Linked DNA regions of Sus scrofa: region 1 is linked to region 2. The links are chromatin contacts, called in public Hi-C maps. All regions are on one chromosome and are shown on one strand. Each heading gives the region's core, a stretch centred on a gene start, on an enhancer-like site or on the middle of the called end of the contact. The rest is flanking DNA. Distances are from core to core; before and after follow the strand shown.

The links. Hi-C and Micro-C count contacts between places; a contact is called where the count stands out from the background.
Region 1: a contact with region 2 is called in a Hi-C map of heart right ventricle, with 4 times the contacts expected there. The contact joins the promoter of TMEM65 here to the promoter of NDUFB9 in region 2. A contact is called at or near these places in 2 of 47 Hi-C or Micro-C datasets (embryonic fibroblasts and heart right ventricle).

Annotation. Positions count from the first base shown.
Region 1 is chr4:15,261,924-15,267,817 of Sscrofa11.1, reverse strand. TMEM65 (transmembrane protein 65) reads right to left here and starts at 4,418. Exons shown (of 8, transcript XM_021088951.1): 1 at 3,586-4,418. The coding sequence starts at 3,874. It overlaps LOC102157933 (a long non-coding RNA gene), which reads left to right and starts at 4,508. Exons shown (of 7, transcript XR_002343112.1): 1 at 4,508-5,051.
Region 2 is chr4:15,111,024-15,116,816 of Sscrofa11.1, reverse strand. It overlaps NDUFB9 (NADH dehydrogenase [ubiquinone] 1 beta subcomplex subunit 9), which reads left to right and starts at 3,536. Exons shown (of 4, transcript XM_013996497.1): 1 at 3,536-3,692. The coding sequence starts at 3,592. It overlaps TATDN1 (TatD DNase domain containing 1), which reads right to left and starts at 3,471. Exons shown (of 12, transcript NM_001244525.1): 1 at 3,446-3,471. The coding sequence starts at 3,467.

The DNA of each region.
Region 1 (5,894 bases), core at 3,169-5,668, 150 kb before region 2:
CCTTCGTGTATAATAAGCAATAATTACAATCCCTACATAAGTGTGGAAGGCAGCCTCCAAGATGGCCCTCGATGATTTCCATTTCTTGGTATTCACCCCCTATAGAGTACCCTCCCACAGTGCACCAGGGCAAAAGAGGGTGGACTACTGCTTCTAAGACTGAGTTAAAAAAAACCTGTGGATTCCAGCTTAGGTCTCTCTCTCCAGACTAGTTATGGAGGAAGCCAGTTGCCATATCTTGAAACACTTAGGCAGCCCTGGAAGAGGCCCACAGAGCAAGGAAGTGAGACTTCTAGCTCACAGCCATGTGAATTAGCCTTCTTAGAAGTGGTTCCTCCAGCCTCAATCAAGATGCAGATGATGCAGCCCTAGCTGAAGACTTGATTACAGCTTCAAGAGAGACCCTGAGCCAAAAAGCACCCTAAGCTGTTCCAGAACTTCTGATCCTCAGAAATCCTGAGACAATACATGTTTAAGTCACTATCTTTTACGATCATTTGTTATATGGCAATGTATAAACAATGAGCACCGCCTATCCTTCAATAACCAAACTGATGTATTTGGAAAAGTTTTGAAAATATTATAAATAGAAATAGTAATTGTAAAAATTGAAAAACAAATTTGTTTAAAAATCTCAGCTAAAATTCAAAGGCAACTGTAATATCAACTTGTCAGTCCTACTTATAAAAATAATGACCCAATAATGCATTAACAGAAGATTGGACTATTTTCTGGAAGAATTGAGGGCAGGCTGAACAGATATGTTGAACACAACATTGATTTTTTTTTTTAAACTGGGGAGGAAATCAGTTTGTAATATAAAAATCACTATATCTTACTTAACTATAACAAGACTTCCCACCAAGTCTGCTTTATCTATTTACAAACTGGTTCTATTTGGGATGGAAATGCTATAAAAGTGGGTTGTGATGATTGTTGTACAACTATAAATGTAATAAAATTCACTAAAAAATTTTTAAAAACTGATTCTAAAGCTTTATTTGGTCACAGATTATATCAAATGCCTACTGATAAACACAGAGGAAAGATAAGGGCAAATGCACCAAATTTTAGCAGTAGAGATTTTTTTTCCTGTAATGAATGTTTCCATACCAAATCCAAAACACTTCATTAGATGATACAAGCACACATCCCAAGAACACAAACTTCCTATTATGAGAAACAGCTCTTTTAACAGAATTTATTTCATTAGAAAGTGCACTTAGTACATACACATTTAGCACATGGGTTGAGTTTTTATAAACATTCAAGGGGAGGGGAGGGTAAAAAAAATAAAATAAAAACATTCAAAAGGAACAATAAAAGAAAAACATGGGAGTTTTTCATTTGTCTGGGGAGAAAAACTGATTTCAGCAATAGAATGAGCGGTATGCATTCTCAACATAATAAAGCCCCTTCACCTTAAATGGTTAATGAATAGGGTAATTTAGTAGATAACTGATGATCCCAGTTATCTCCAAAGAAACTATACATATTGATATTGAAAACACTAAGACTATACCAAATATTAAAGCATCATCATCAATAAGTGTCATTTGAGTCAAAGGGCAATAATTTAGTCATCAACACTGCCAAAATCAGTTGATTAAAACTGTGAAGTTCTTTAGTTTATACAGAATAAGCATCTGACTACCACATTGTTTCCTATATCCTTTCCATTTATCTTGAAAAAAAGACAAATTGGCAATTTCTCTCTCATATAACTCACATATTACTGAGTGTAAGAGATGCTAACTGATCTCCATTGACTGAAGTTAACAGCTACTTTACAGAATATTTAAAACCATGTTAAATTTTAAAGTACTGTCTCCATTGGGAAATGCAGCATCCTCATCAAAACGTGCTAAAACCGTAAAAGGCATGAGGTAAATGTACCCATTTGTATCACAAGACATGCTTTTCAAGAACTGTCATAAAATCATATTAATAAGGCCCTCCAATCGTGTAACAATGTTAATGCATAATTTCTAAGAAACTACTCAATGAAGACCAAATGTGTTCAAGTCGTCTTGCCCATGAACAAAGAGTCCTAAAACTGATGCTCCAGTTTTAGGACTGTCTTTATAGTTTTCCAAGAAGCACATTTTCAGAATTGAGTATTTTAAAACCAAACTGATGCACACATAGCTTACAAATATGCGAGTATTTGATTATGACTTCATATAATATCATGATTATACATTTAGTAACCTATTGATTGCGATGTTGCATTTTTCCTGTAAAAGCATTGTCAGTAGACAATGTCTGGAATCATCCAATACTATAAATTGGGCCACAATTCCCTGAGCAAAGAAAAAAAAAAAAAAAAGCAGTTAAAAGGCACAACTAAAAAAGTTTCTGAAGAAGGATTACAGAAAAGGCATAATTGTTTCCTCCACTCAGGTACATACATAGACCATAGTACTTTCAACTGCCCCTGGCAAATCAAACGCCTTGTTCCAAATAAATGTATTCTTAAGGAATCTATGGAATGTTTATGTACCAACTAACCTTGAGAAGAGGAATACTTAAAAACAAAATAAACAAAAAAAACACTTTCAAACACACCAGAATGTAATATAAAATAATAATGTATTCGGTCTGTGTCACCGCATTTAAATGGCAAAAGTATTTTAAGACTGTTTATTTGCTCCCTTCATCCTTTTGATTTTCTGACTTTTTCAGCTTTTTCACTTGGACTCAAACTCTGACCTACCAGCATTGTGCACTGGTTTTAAAAATATCCTCTTTTAACATGTTAGCTTAAAAATAGCTTTGCTTTCACCATTCCGAATTATTTTTGCGCATAAATCCAAAATACTTTTGCTTTTTACTGTAGAGCCACAGATTTCCAGAAAAAATACCTCCTTATCTACTGCATTCTTCCCTCCTCTAGGGAAACCACAAAAACTGGGGTTTAACTTGGCAACACCCAACCTATGATGGGCTTGCAAGTATGTATCTGCAGATACTGGTTTGACCCATTCTTTCCATTCCCCAGGAAAATGTTTCCTTCGGCTGCTTAAAAGAATACAACTACAGATTTGTGCAAAGAAGCAGCTGAGAGCAACTCCGCCTTACGAAGCAACAGCCCTTCTTTTGGACACCCATACACCTTGTTTTAGGATCATTCAACAAAGTTTCTTCCTGCGTCTAGGCTTTGCAGCGCTTTTGAAGGAGGCACTGCAGGCCACTCGCGTGGCTGCACGTTCACCGGAACGCAGCAAGGGCTTGGGGGCAGGAGGGCTGCGGGGGGGAGCGGGGCTGGGGGGAGGACACAGCCAATCTAAACAAAATCAATTCAGCATCCGTCGGCAATTGGGGCTGAAGCGCCGATTTTGAGGCTGGGGAGGAACCAGCCAAGCGCTGGCCCTGGCACGATCCGCCCCGTCCTACCTGCCCCGGGGACACTTAGGAGGCGGAAAGTTCCCCCCGTCGGACGTCCCAGGCGCCGGGCCAGGCGGGCGAGGGGGGCGGCGGCGAGGAGCCCGGGCCGAGCGGTGGGCAGCCTCCCGGGGCGCCGGTGGGGGAGGGGAGGGCGCCCGGCCCCCGCCCCCCGGCTCGCCCCCCTCGCGCCTCCCTTACCTTGGGCGATGGCAATGGACTCGAAGCGGTGCAGCTCCTTGAGCAGGCAGGTCCTCTCGCTGGAGTGCAGGCTGTAGATGAAGTCGCGCGCGCCCTGCGCCGTGTTCAGCGCCTCCATGGGTTCCTTCTTCGGGTGGGTACCCAGCGCCCGGGGGCCGCCCGGGGCCGCGAGCGCCAGCAGCCCCCGCCCGCAGCCGCACCAGGACGGCGGGCGGGGCGCGGCGGCGGCCGGGCCCGGCCTCAGGCTGCGCGCGGTCCGGCTCCTCAGCAGCGGCAGCAGCCGGGACATGGCGGGCTGAGGAGCGAGGACCCCCGCGGCAGCCCGGGAGGGAGATTTCTGGCGCCGCTGCGCGAAGAAGGAGCTGGGCTCAGCTCGACCCCGCCCCGATGTCCTCCTGACAGGCAGCCGAGACGCCGGGCACCATGCACTCCCCGGGCCCACGCGGCTGTCGCCTCCTCTTCCGTCCTCCTTCCCTTCCCAAAGGCCAGTGGCGCCTCCAGTCCCTTCCGACGACAAAAACTTTCTCTGAGGCAGCCGGGCCGGGAGAGCGCTCCCGGAGAAGGCGGGCGGGCTGTGCGGGCGGGCGCCTCCCAGCTGAGGAGAAGCGGCGCGGGCGGGCGGGCGGGTCCGGCAAGGGTTAGTGTCTGTCAGTCTGATCTTCCAGAGGGATGAGTCAGCCACGCGCCGCCCTTCTCCAGCACCGCCCTCCTCTGTCTCTGGTTTTCCCACCCTCTCACTTGCCCTAGTCCCCACTCCATACGACTCCCGCGCCCTCACAGCAACCACGCTCTCAGGCCTCAGACGCCATCACTACCCCTAGCGGCGATACAGTGGGTAACAGGGCGGGGCGAAGGAAAGGGGCGGGGCGCGGCGGGGCCGCGCAGGCGCAGTATGCAGATTCGCAGGCCGCGGTTTCCCCCCCCCCGCCCCGGGAAAGGAGTGTGCACGCGCTTCGGGTGCGTGAAGGTGGAGGGTGAGAAGGCTAGCACTCCTTGCGCTGGCCTCCGTCACGTTTCTATCGGCTGTGGGGAATTGGGAAGAAGAGCTTTGAGCCACTCGCTCTGCCAGGTAATGTGGCTACGACACGGCCCGCTGTAGCGCCGGGCCTGAGTCTTAAATCTGAGGTTAATTCTGAACGATGCTCCGGCTTGCGGCCCCCTTCGCCTGGCCCCGGCCGAACCACAGAGCCCTATTCAGGCTTTGAGGGACTGAAGAGCTCAAGCGGCGCCCTTTGCCAAGTCCATGCATACCACCGCTTCCGCCAGACACTCGGGTCTCTGAGGCACCTACTCTGAGAGCTCCAAAGAGAGGGTGAGGCCAGTTCTCCCCTTTCCCAAGAAGAGTCTGAGACTGAAACCTTGATGCTGAGAACACCTTTCCCCTTTCTGATGCAAGCAGCTTGCAGATTGTTAATGCCGGAGCCTGAGGCAAGAATGTCACAGACCTTTCCCAGGTGTTTGTTAAGGTTTGTTTGGCTGTTTCTTTCTCTCAGCTGAGGCAGAAAATATTTTGCGAGCCTCCCCCATTCCCACATGTCCTAGGCATCTTGCAAGGCCCCATACGTTCATAGGGTCTCCTGTTCTGAGCTTTCATTTATCTCTGCCTGAGGGAGGAGATCTCAGCTTTATCTGAACCTGTCTCATGACACTTAGGCTTCCTGTCTTCTTAGAGAATAGATCCACTTAGAGAATAAATCTGCTCAAGTGTAATCAAGATCTAAATCCTATCCTTATCACATGCACTGTTACACCCAGCCCAAGAGCAGTGTATGCAGTAGACATGCTATCATAGTGTAAATGCGATGTATAAATGCGAATCAGAGGAGGAACATTATCGCTAAATCCTCCTGCCTTCAAAATGGTTCTCAAAGTGTGGCCTTTGGGCAGCAGTTTGTTAGTTATGCAAATTCAAATTCCGGTACTCCACCAAAGACCTTCGGACTCTGAAAGTGGGGGGTGGGCCCAGTCATCTGCATTTTAACAAGCCCTCCAGTTAACACTGAAGCACACAAAAGTTTGAGAACCACTTCACTAACTTAAACATGGAAAGCATTGTTTACATTTTTTAATTTGATAGCAGTGCAGTAGTGTAATAGTGACAATTTAAAATGTTCTCTGGGAGTGCCCGTCGTCATGGCTCAGCGGAAATGAGTCTGACTAGTATCCATGAGGACACAGGTTCGATCCCTGACCTTGCTCTGTGGGTTAAGGATCCGGCGTTGCCGTAAGCTGTGGTATAGGTCACAGATGCAGCTCCGATCTGGTGTTGCTGTGGTGTAGGCCATAGGCCAGCGGCTACAGCTCCTATT
Region 2 (5,793 bases), core at 2,287-4,786:
CAAGCATAACCTAGGACACAATCTTGAAGGGTCCTCTAGGAGACAGCAATGTTTCTGATAAAACACAAAATACATACTTCTGCTTCCTGCCCTCCACCCCCATGTTAGAAACACCGAAGTAGTTGTGTTGGGCAGCCAGTAGTCACGCAATTTGAGAAGGGAAAGATGTAGAAGCTGTTCTAAATCAAAAGCTAAGGCTGTCTTTAAACTCTGGTTTAGTTTCTCATGCACGTGTTTCATGTACAGCTTGTTCATGGACCAATTGTCCCTGGGTCTGATATGGTGTTTTTCAAAGTACGGCTCATGACTTTTTTCTTTTCTGGCAGCACCCCACTGTATGTGGAAGTTCCTAGGCCAGGGATCAAATCTGAGCCTCAGCTGTGGCCATGCCGGATCCTTAACCCACAGGGCCAGGCTGGAGACTGAACTGGTGCTGCCACAGAGACAAGCCAGATCATTAACCCACTGCACCACAGTGGGAACTCCTGCTCAGGCAGACATTCATGCAGCAGGTCATAAGCAGAACTTTTTAAACAGCATGGAATAAATATTAACTATCAGTAAGTCAGAACAACAAAGACAGAATGTGTAGTATGATCCCATTTTTGTTATAAGACCAAAACATCTATTTGTGTATTTTTATGATCCTGTATAAATTTATTTAAAAATTAGGGATGGATATAATTTAAACACCAGTTACCTCAGGGGATTATGCAGAAAAAAAGTTATTCCAATGAAATTCATCTTCTTAAAGAAGTTTTTTCTAGCTTATCTGGTTTAGATTCCTTTATCAATTTTCTTGCCATCTTGGTACTAAAATTACACATTCTTTGACCTACTCATTCATACTTCCACTGAATAGTCACCGTACCAGCCCTAGGAAACAAAGGTAAATACCACCGATTATCTGCCTGAAAAGAGTGCATCTAGTGGGAAAGACAGATACATATTTAATTAAAAACTAATGTGACATAGGGTAGAGTTATAAAGTCTTAAGGAACAAGTGAAAAATCAACTAGGCAAGAGAGTAGTCAGTAGGATATTAGAGGTAGGGCCCAGTGGCCCTAAACTACCACTCTAAAACCTTGTCGGAGACAAGAAACAGCACCTCCAAAGGGCTCATAGGGCATAAAAAGAGTGAGCCTGGAAAAGGCGGCAGGACCGGGCCACAGAAAGGCATTCTGTGTGCCATGTTAAGACATTTCAGCTGGCCCAAGGATGGTGACTGAAATATTTGAAGGAGAAGAAAAATGTAGCTGATATGTTTTTTTATACTGTGGAGGCTACACAGAGGATGAATTTAAGGAGACAAAACTTGAGACAGGGGGTTAATTTTTTTTATTATAAACACAAACCTTGAAAAAAAAAAAGTCTTTTCTTTGGTAAGTGTTTCATGGCTCTTACTCCATCTCCCCCATCAGTTTATCAGAGATTGGAGTAAAGAGGCTGAGATATCTGGAAAGTTTAGAGTTTGTGAGGATCTACCTGCCCCTCAACCCCACCCAAGGCTCTCCCTCAGCCTTTTAAAAAAATGTCTTTTGTGGAGTTCCCGTCGTGGCTCAGTGGTTAATGAATCCGACTAGGAACCATGAGGTTGCAGGTTCGATCCCTGGCCTTGCTCAGTGGGTTAAGGATCTGGCGTTGCCGTGAGCTGTGGTGGAGGTTGCAGACTCGGGTCGGATCCTGCGTTGCTGTGGCTGTGGCATAGGCCGGCAGCTACAGCTCCGATTTGACCCCTAGCCTGGGAACCTCCATATGCAGTGGGAAGCAGCCTTAGAAAACGCAAAAAGACCAAAAAAAAAAAAAAAACTCTTTTGTGGCACTTAACACATTCTCCCTGCCCTTGCTTTTGACTGTACAGACCCTCCTGTGTGAAAACTAACTATACCATGAGATTCTTTGTTTTTTTAAGTGGCCACGCCCACAGCATATGCAAGAGATTGAATTCAAGCTGCAGCTGCAACCTACGCTGCAGCTGCGGCAAAACCGCATCCTTTAACTCACTGCACCTGGCTGGGGGCCTAACCTGGCCTCAGCAGCGACCTGAGCTGCTACAGTTGGATTCTTAGCTCACTGCAGCACAGCAGAACTCCCCAGATTCTTTTTACAATTCCACATACTTAGTACAATGTCTTTGTAAAAAATGTCACTTAAATTAACTCTCAGATCTAAATTTATAATCTTAACCACTCTCCTGAGTGCCAGACATTTCCAATTGCTCAGTAAATATCTCTACCCAAAAGGTCCTATAAGAGTCTGAAACTTAACCGAATCCAAACGGATCTTGCTGTAGCACCCAGCCACTCCCATTACGTTTCCATTTCACATTTAGGTTATTTATCCCAACCCTGAATCATCTCTGTTCTCTCCTTTATCTGACATAAACACTCAGCTGCTAAACGCTGCATACGTATCTCTCTTCTCTTTGTCTCTCCCGTTTCCGGTGTCGTAGTTCAAGCTCTGAAATGCTTCTCTGCCTCTCCCTACGCCCCACCAAACCTAACAGCTGTCAGGATTACTGTACTAAAGCAGAGATGTGATCACTGTCATTTTCCACCTTCAAGTAGCTGGAAACTTCACAAAAACAAGGATCATGCCCAGCTTTACCCACTGCTGTATCCCATAGCCCAGGGCCCCCAATATGTACTGGCCCTCAATGATTTACTTAATGAATGCTCCTGGTGAAAAGTCTTCAGCGAGGCTCTACTCTATACACAGTAAAATTAACCTCATCAAGACATTCGAGTCCCAAGTTACCCTTCCAATCCTAGCTCTCACACTGTCCCATACTTGTAAATGCCTGATACAAGTATGCTTATTCCTTTAGTTTCTGTCGCATTTTCCCTCTCTTGTTCTACCCATGCTGAATGGATTACCGTACTTGTCAGGTAATAGAACTTGTTTCTCTTCCCGCTATTTATGCCGTCAGTTTCCCCACCAGATGGGGATGACAGCAGAGCAGGGACCTGGCCTGTATTCCTAGGCCGGTGCCGGGCAAACCAGGGTCGAACCAGGGTCGTTCAGTAACTGCGATATGAACGCACGAATTAGCGAATAAACGGGTGCCTCGAAGCTATCCTCCTCTCCACCGCGGAGACGGGAAAAGGCGGGAGGTGCAGAAGGGATGGAGGGTCAGCTAGGGACTGGCCTTCTGGGGTTTTTTTGGTAGCTCTGCCTCCTTTTATCTTTTTATTCAATACAACGCATGCTGGGAAAAGCATAAATCATAATGCAGCTCGTGAATTTCCACAAATAAGCACACCCGTGAAGCCAGCACCCAAACCGCGATCCTGAACATTATTAGCACCCAGAAACCTCCCCGCGCCCTCTTCCATAGGGTGCACTTTCAACCCGCAAAGAGCCGGAGAGCTCACATCCTGGGCCCTCCGGCGGCGGTGGGCGACGCCTGAGGATTGCAAGGCCAAAGATCCAGGAAAAGTCTTACCCACGAACTTGAACCGGCTCATGACTGCAGCCCTGGCTCCTCCCCGGCGGAAGCGGAAGTGGCCGCCGCTCGCCCCGCCCTTCCGGGGAAGCCCCACCCCTCGTTTTCCGGCAGCGCCCGCGGCCGCTGAAGGTGAGCGGGCCGTCATGGCTTTCTCGGCGCCGGCGGCCTACCTGACCCACCAGCAGAAGGTGCTGCGGCTTTATAAGCGGGCGCTGCGCCACCTGGAGTCGTGGTGCGTCCACAGGTGAGAGAGGGGGACCCACGGCGCGGGGAGGTGAGGCGGAGGCCTCCACGGAGGCCGAAAGGCCCTAGTGACCCGGGGGGAGGGGAGAGAGGTGTCAAGGACTTCGGGAACGGGGTGGAAGGCGACGTCTCGACCCACAGAGCCCCCGCGTAGACCCGGGTTCGAATGCAGACTTCGTCGCCCGCAGGTGCGCGAGACCTTGAAGAATTGCTTATTTGGCCCAGGCCTCACTTTTCTGATCAGGAAAATGGACACAGGACCCAGTGTCGAGGGTGGCATGTCGATTAAGAAAGTGCCTCCGGCGTTCACTAAGTAATAGTTTTCTTCATGACCTTCTCGTTCCTAATATTAGCAGTAATAATCTATGCATATTTTCTCTTGTCCTCACAACTCTGGGAGTTAGGGATTATTTGGCCTTATTTTATAGATGAGGAGAGAGAAGCTAGAGAGTAATTTGTTCAAGGCCCTGAATCTGGTAAGTGGCCAGCCAGGATTAAAACTCAGGTGTCTTAACCACAAAGCATCATTATCCTTCCCATCAGCTTTTCTTGTTTTAGCTTCATCCATTCCTTTTTATTATCTTCACATTGCATGAATTCTCATCATCTCTCTCTCTTCATCTAAGATTAGTCATAGAACATATTCATAAAACATACAGATTTTTGTGACCTACACGCAATGCATGGTGGGGTGACAACCCAAAATGTGTGAATGCCAGACCTCCACTCCCTTAGCCAAATCCTAAAACCTTGTCCCACAAAGAAGGGCCTTTGAGAAAAACCTCTAAACAATGAGAAACTGAGTACATCTGGAAGAGTTGTGGAAAGGATCCTTGATTGCATATATGGGCTTATTGTAAAGTCATTGACCTACTTCTCTTTGCTAAGTAGGAAGATGGCCAGGTTCAAGGTTGTAAGATTAATTACTTCCCTAATTTCTCCTTATTCATTCATCTGACAGAATTTGCATTCCAGGTGTATGCTGACTGATGCATAAATAAGCCTATAAGGCTTCTTTCTCATCTGTAGCAACTAGTGGATAAATGGGGAAGATGGACCTATAAACAAATAGATAACATGGAGAATTATCAGTTATATAAAAAGGAAGGAAGTTGAGCCGTCAAGAATTCTACATATAGAGTTCCCATCGTGGCTCGGTGGTTAACGAATCCGACTAGGAACCATGAAGTTGTGGGTTCGATCCCTGGCCTTGCTCAGTGGGTTAAGGATCCAGCATTGCTGTGAGCTGTGGTGTAGGTTACAGACTCGGCTTGGATCCTGCTTTGCTGTGGCTCTGGAGTATGCCAGTGGCTACAGCTCCAATTCGACCCCTAGCCAGAGAACCTCCATATGCCACGGGGGTGGCCCAAGAAATGGCAAAAAGACAAAAAAAAAAAAAAAAGAATTTTAATCTGAGGGAGTTCCTGTTGTGGCTCAGTGGGTTACCAACCCGACTAGTATCCAAGAGGATGCAGGTTTGATCCCTGGCCTCTCTCAGTGGGTTAAAGGGTTCAGCGTTCCTGCGGCTGTGGCATAGGCCGACAGTCCCAGTTCCCATCCAACCCCTAGCCTGGGAACTTCCACATGCCACAGGTGTGGCCCTTAAAAAAAAAAAATTTCTACATCTTAGAAAAAGTTCAGTCTTAAGAAGAAAGGATAAAGTAGTAACTATGATAAAACTAATTTAGCATTTCTTTAAGTCTCATTAAAATCTTTTCTCCAGTACTTGATTGATTTTTTTTTTCTTCCATTTGCCCTCAAAGTGCTGTTTGTTCTGCATGGGTCCGTCCTAGTCCCTTGGTTATTGCTATGTAAAGTTTGGGTAACCCATCTAACACTGGGACTTTGTTACACCTAGCCTCATTTGTCGCTAGAGCTGTATTTCCAGCTGTTAAATTACCTACAGTTCTCTGAAACGGAACCTGTTCTCTTTTCACTACCTCATTTTGGTTCTTCTCCCAAATTCCCTGGCTCAGCTAATGGTATTCCTAGTGATCATTCAGCTTTAAGTCTTAGCATTATTTTCAAGAACTCCCTACTAAACCACTATGCCAACGACATACATACTTGTTTGCCACGTACAATTGGATGTGGTTTTTGTA